Linked DNA regions of Zea mays: region 1 is linked to region 2. The links are chromatin contacts, called in public Hi-C maps. All regions are on one chromosome and are shown on one strand. Each heading gives the region's core, a stretch centred on a gene start, on an enhancer-like site or on the middle of the called end of the contact. The rest is flanking DNA. Distances are from core to core; before and after follow the strand shown. Region 1 holds the start of LOC100383433 (Phox (PX) domain-containing protein). Region 2 holds the start of LOC100281588 (purple acid phosphatase).

Region 1 (2,700 bases), core at 193-2,692, 520 kb before region 2:
TATCGGCTGTGACACCAGTTTCAGGTGTTTGGGTGATCCAAGAAGGCATCATCACACAGTAACTCCAACCTGTTTGAGGGTTGTGTGGCCATATGGTGTTCCTTCCCTCCTGTATGCAGTCAATAAGCAATGAGCCTGTGAGATGTATTGACCAATGGATAGTTTCAGAGTTGTGTGGAAACAAATACTACAGTGAGTAGATGAAATGTTTCTTGTTAGAACACGGGCAGCTTTTCATGGAAATTCTGCCACATATGCATGCATCAGTGAATTTTGCCCAATAGGCATGCAGAATTATTTCAGGCAGAAGTAGTGACCATTGGGACAGCATTGGAAGAAATTAAAATGATAACACGAAAAGGATCAAAACATCAAGCAGCTAAATTACAACTGGCACCTATATTCCAGGTAAGCAAAGCTACACTCAAGACTCCACAGAAGAGAAGACACAAGACACCTACTTATTAACAAGGCAATCAATATTTTGAAGCTGGGTACATCTGATTTTTTTCAAGACCACTCAGCAGAAGTACACCATGAAACTCATAATCAACTCCTTGCAAGAGAAACATAATACAAAATCCTAGTAAAGTGAACAAGAAAAATGGAATCGACTCATCCAATCCCACTGTGTAAACTAACGTGTCAAGTCCCTATTCTACTGTTTGCCAGTTAAACAGGAGAAATCTAACACCCTAATCGAAGGAAAGCTCTAAGTTACTGAATCAGCAACCATGCACAACGGGTCGCTCTACTTTGGCGAATTTTACTGCAGATCCTAACGCACACATTTGATACCTGGACCCAATACTAGCACGCGCTACTCAGCTGCAGCAAAATCCAGGTCGAAAACGCCTGCCCACGATCGACAACCCCCAATACACTAAAACACATCTACGTCCCCAGAACGGACTGAACCAGCATCAAATCTAGCCCTTGAGGTGGGATCGCCGGTCTCCCCAGCAGGTAGCAACGTAGCTGGCGGGGCACGCATCTGCCTCCGAGATCATAGCGGTGCATGGATCAAGACGAGCCGGACGGTGCACCTCGACGGGGTTGGGTAGTAGAGATGCGAGAGGGGGGTCGCGGGCGGCGGGCGCTTACCCATCTCTTCGGGGGAGGGCTCCAGTCCATGCCGAGAGGCAGCGGCGAGGTACCGTCGTGGCGGTGCTTCGGAGGGCTCGGCGCCTTCCTGCGCGATCCCGCCGCCGCCGACGTTGCCATCGCCGCCGGTCCGACGTCACCCGCGGGGCACGGTGGTGGTGGGATCGGGGCGGACGAATCTGCCAAGGCGTCGCGCCGACGATTCTAGTCTCCCTACTACTGGGCTGGAAATTAGAGGGAAGCGAGGGGAGCTGAGGCGGACGCGGTGGCGGTCGGGCGGACGCTCCCGCGGTCGCATCAAACTGTCAACGCCAGGCAAGGCAGCGACCGCCCTTGGCCGTCCCCTGCCACGGTTGGTTCCGCCGCGGTGGTGCAGAAATTTGGATTTTCTTCTACAAGGCGCTTCGCATTTTGAGAGATTCTGATATTTGTCATCAGCAACAAACAGGTTTGTAAAATTGCCATCAGATCCACATTTCATAGACACAGCTGGACCCACAATTCATAGACACAGTGGTAATTATAACAAGAAGACAACGTTGTGAGTGGCAAAAATCCAATTATATTCTATTGGTATACTAACTTCGTAGAAATAGAATTCAAAATATATTCTATTTTTCTATATACTCATTCCGTTATTTTTTACCGTGGGCTGAGAGCACGCGTCCACGGTGGTCTACACCGCCTCCGCTCCGGTATGTGCGATTCCTGCACTCTTTGCTCTCCCTCCCTCCTCGCTCCGCTACATCCCCCACAGTCCACACCACTCGTCTCTCCTCTGGCTAAGTTCTTATCTCTACTAACTATTAAGAGCTTAATGTAGACCACATCCGTGCCCCCGCTCCATCCTCTACATGCATGCATGCAATCCTCTGCGTTCCCGTGCGTGGCCACGCATGCAACCGGCCTCAGTCTGCATGCAATCCTCTGCTGGCGTCTGCGGCGTCCCCGTGCGTGGCCACACATGCAGCCGGTCCCAGTCTGCATGCAACCACTAAACCCACACACGAATCACGCATGCAAGTATGCAACTAAATTGGTGCATGCAACCATGCATGCAAACGCCTTCGCTCCATGCAAAGCTTGCATGTGCACAGTCGTGCAAGTATGTAAATGTGAATGTCATTTGAATCATGGTTGTTTGCTTTAAACTCACATCTGTCTAGCCAACATGACACACACATTTTTCGTTTTATAATTTATAATCAAGTATAATATAGAGTTTTATAAAAAAATAGGGGAAAATTAAAACCGGGTCGTGTTCCGGCCAACCATGATACTTTTTACGTGAGTTTGCTACCTCGATGCGCTGTATGATTTTCTTTGCGTTTAATATCAATTATAACTATGATAACTAATTTTTATTCGTTTTGTACCAAAAATATAGATTGGTCAAGTCGTTTAGTAAAACAACATATCATACATACTTGCAAATTGTTTTCACGTCATAATGAAATATATATCCATATGCAAATTAGCAAGTCAATTTTTAGAATAGTTCATAGCCATCGGTTCAGAACTTTATGCGAAAGAATGTTGGCTCTATGTCTGCTTATACGAAAGAATATTGTCTCTTCCCTTTCCTATAGGAGGGTG
Region 2 (2,700 bases), core at 1-2,500:
AATATCATCACTGCGGTCTTAAATACAATGTCAGAATATGGCTAAAGAAACATTAACGTTGCCTTATTATCGTGATATTGCCAAACCATGACACATCGCCCTTAAATGCAAATATGATTACTCATTTATTACATAGTAAAAGTAGCTGGCAAGTCTTTTGCAGAAACCAATGAAGGAAGAATCTTTTAGAATATCTCATAGAAAAGGAAAACATCCAATTTTCCAGCTATTAGTCTGGTGGACCCTACCCATGACAATATAGATCATAACCATTCGAGGTTACTAGGAACCTATTGTAGTCCAACTAAAAAAGGATAGAAAGAATCTTGAATCATAGAAACAACCATCTTAAGTAAATCTACAGCGCGTACTCTAGTGTGAAAAAAAAACCGAATAGGAGAACACGGCCAAACTACATATTTATTGGCCGTAGAGCTGTCATTCAAGAAATAGTAAGAGCAAACAAATAGAAGAAAGAACATACGGAGCAGCACAAGTGTGCAGATGAGGAAGGACAAACGAAGACAAATAAGTCTCAGGCACCTGATAACATGCACTTCAATTCCAACGACAGTACCTCTTTCTCTTTACTTGGTTTTTTCTTGATGCGCTAAAGGTGAGCAGAAACTAGGAACTATTCTAACAACTGAATTCATTTCTGCTTGGGATTTCATACTCACCATCCATTTAACAAGAGTAGTAATTCTGAGTGATTTTTTCTTAACACATCAGTAGGCTCAGGACACATAACCTTTGCAAAAAGTGTTTGATTTTGTTTATAATAAGTTCTGCACGAACAACAGTTCGCACGAGTTTCGTTGTATCCCCGATTTATTGGGCACCAAGAACTCAAGAAGTAGTGTGGTGCCAGCCAACTAGTGTCGATCTTGAGCCTGATGAAGAAGCAAAGAAACCTAGCCAAAATATGGATAAATGGATTTGGACTAACAGGGCACCACGCAGTACACCAGTACACAACACACCGAACCAACGTAGAGACAGAGACAGAGACAGACAAGATTTGGATCTGCTAGCAAGCGAGACAACTCTTCAGAGAAACGGAGGCCGTCCTAGGATTACCTGCCAACGAAAGAGGAGACCAATTGGCGCCCGGGTGGACCTCCGCACCACGGGGAGATGAGCAATGGCGGCAGTGCACCCTGGAACGGCAGGCGGAGGAGCCTTTCGGCGGGCTCGTGGTCGGCGGTGCTGCCGCAATCACAATCAGACAATCAGTCAGTTTGGCGAGCAAAGCCGTGACGGAACGGCAAATATAAGAGCCCAGCCCACTCATTTGCGACGCCAGCCTGGACCGGGAATCCGGGATGAGTCACATAACTGACAAACGGGTCCCACCTGCGACTGCGACACTCATTAAGGTTGGTTGGCGGCGGGCCCGCCGCCGTCTCTCTCTCCTCTCGTCACCTGACAGATTCCACGGTTTTCTGGGCCGGATCTGATCATCAGGATAGGATAGATCACTAGCCTAGCCCAACTAGACCCAATAGAGCCCATTGCGTTTGAGCCAAAATAAGAGCTCGACCGAAGCCCACTATGAGAATAAACCGAACCGAAGTGCAACCATCCGTCACATCACAAACCGAAAAAGGCCGCGACGAGCCGACCAGCTCTACTGCCCCCTTCCGGCCTTCGGCGACCGTGACGAGCAACGACGACCACGGCGACGATGGCCGCTTCCTCCCTCTGCCACGGGCACTTGCTCCTGTTTCTCCTCGTGTCCGTCACATCGGCCTGCCTCGGTACCGCGGCAGCGCATCAAGCCGGGTAGGTGTCCCTGTCCTTCACCTACGCTCGTTCCGTGATCCGATCGGCCGGATGCTTTGCTGACCGCTCTCCCGATTTGGCGCTTGTCGTTGGTGGCTCTAGGTCTGGAGAGGGTTACACGATCGCCGGCCGCGTCAAGATCGATGGTAAGTGATCCAGCTCCCACTGCCTAGGTTTGCATCGTTTAGGGATTGTATAAGTGTCACTCAGTTCTAAATTAGTTGCTCCTGATGTTGCTCTGGGGTATATCTTTTGCAAGTTTCGATTTAGTGCTCTTTTTGGTTGCTGGATATGCCTGTATTTTGTGTGGATTTCAAACAATTCATTCATGTAACTAAAGCTGCCTATTGAAGCAGTTTTGATTGCTAGGAAATTAGAGGTATGCAAGCATTTACTGAATGTTGAACTGACGCAAATTGATGAGAGCCCGGCTGCTTGTTGGTTTTAGGATCATCCATGGTAAATGATTTTGTGAAGTTTTAACTAAACTTATAGCTTGCAAACTTAAGTACAGCCCTGAATTGTGCAAGTGTGTGTGTGCTTTTCCTGTTCTCTGGTGTTTAATGCAAACTAAAATGAATCAGCAGCTGTGTTCTGTCCGAAAAAAGGGGAGTATACAGATGTAGAAATTCTGTTGTTGATATTTTGATTTCTGCTAATGTCAGTGTAGTAACCTAATGAATTTGCAAGAAGATCTTTCTTTTATGATAGAATGATGCCATGCCAGCATGGTTTGTGATAAGGTGCGTGCAATTGGAGGGGCTCTGATATGTTTTTGTCTGGCTTCTGTCTCTCCACACCACTAAACTAGTTTTCTTGATTTGTGGATATCCGCGTTGCTACGATGTTCTGATCAATGCTTCTGAAATGGTTTGTATGTGTGTTGTTCCCTGAGAGTACTCTTAGCTTATGGAT

What was found. Hi-C and Micro-C count contacts between places; a contact is called where the count stands out from the background.
Region 1: a contact with region 2 is called in a Hi-C map of endosperm, with 3 times the contacts expected there. The contact joins the promoter of LOC100383433 here to the promoter of LOC100281588 in region 2. A contact is called at or near these places in 5 of 25 Hi-C or Micro-C datasets (bundle sheath, ear, endosperm and 2 more).

The regions. Positions count from the first base shown.
Region 1 is chr9:100,100,318-100,103,017 of Zm-B73-REFERENCE-NAM-5.0, reverse strand. It overlaps LOC100383433 (Phox (PX) domain-containing protein), which reads right to left and starts at 1,442. Exons shown (of 10, transcript NM_001176083.1): 1 at 1,105-1,442; 2 at 1-109. The coding sequence starts at 1,224.
Region 2 is chr9:99,579,063-99,581,762 of Zm-B73-REFERENCE-NAM-5.0, reverse strand. It overlaps LOC100281588 (purple acid phosphatase), which reads right to left and starts at 1,250. Exons shown (of 10, transcript NM_001154507.3): 1 at 1,081-1,250. It overlaps LOC100277198 (ER membrane protein complex subunit 7-like protein), which reads left to right and starts at 1,563. Exons shown (of 7, transcript NM_001407177.1): 1 at 1,563-1,785; 2 at 1,888-1,931. The coding sequence starts at 1,688.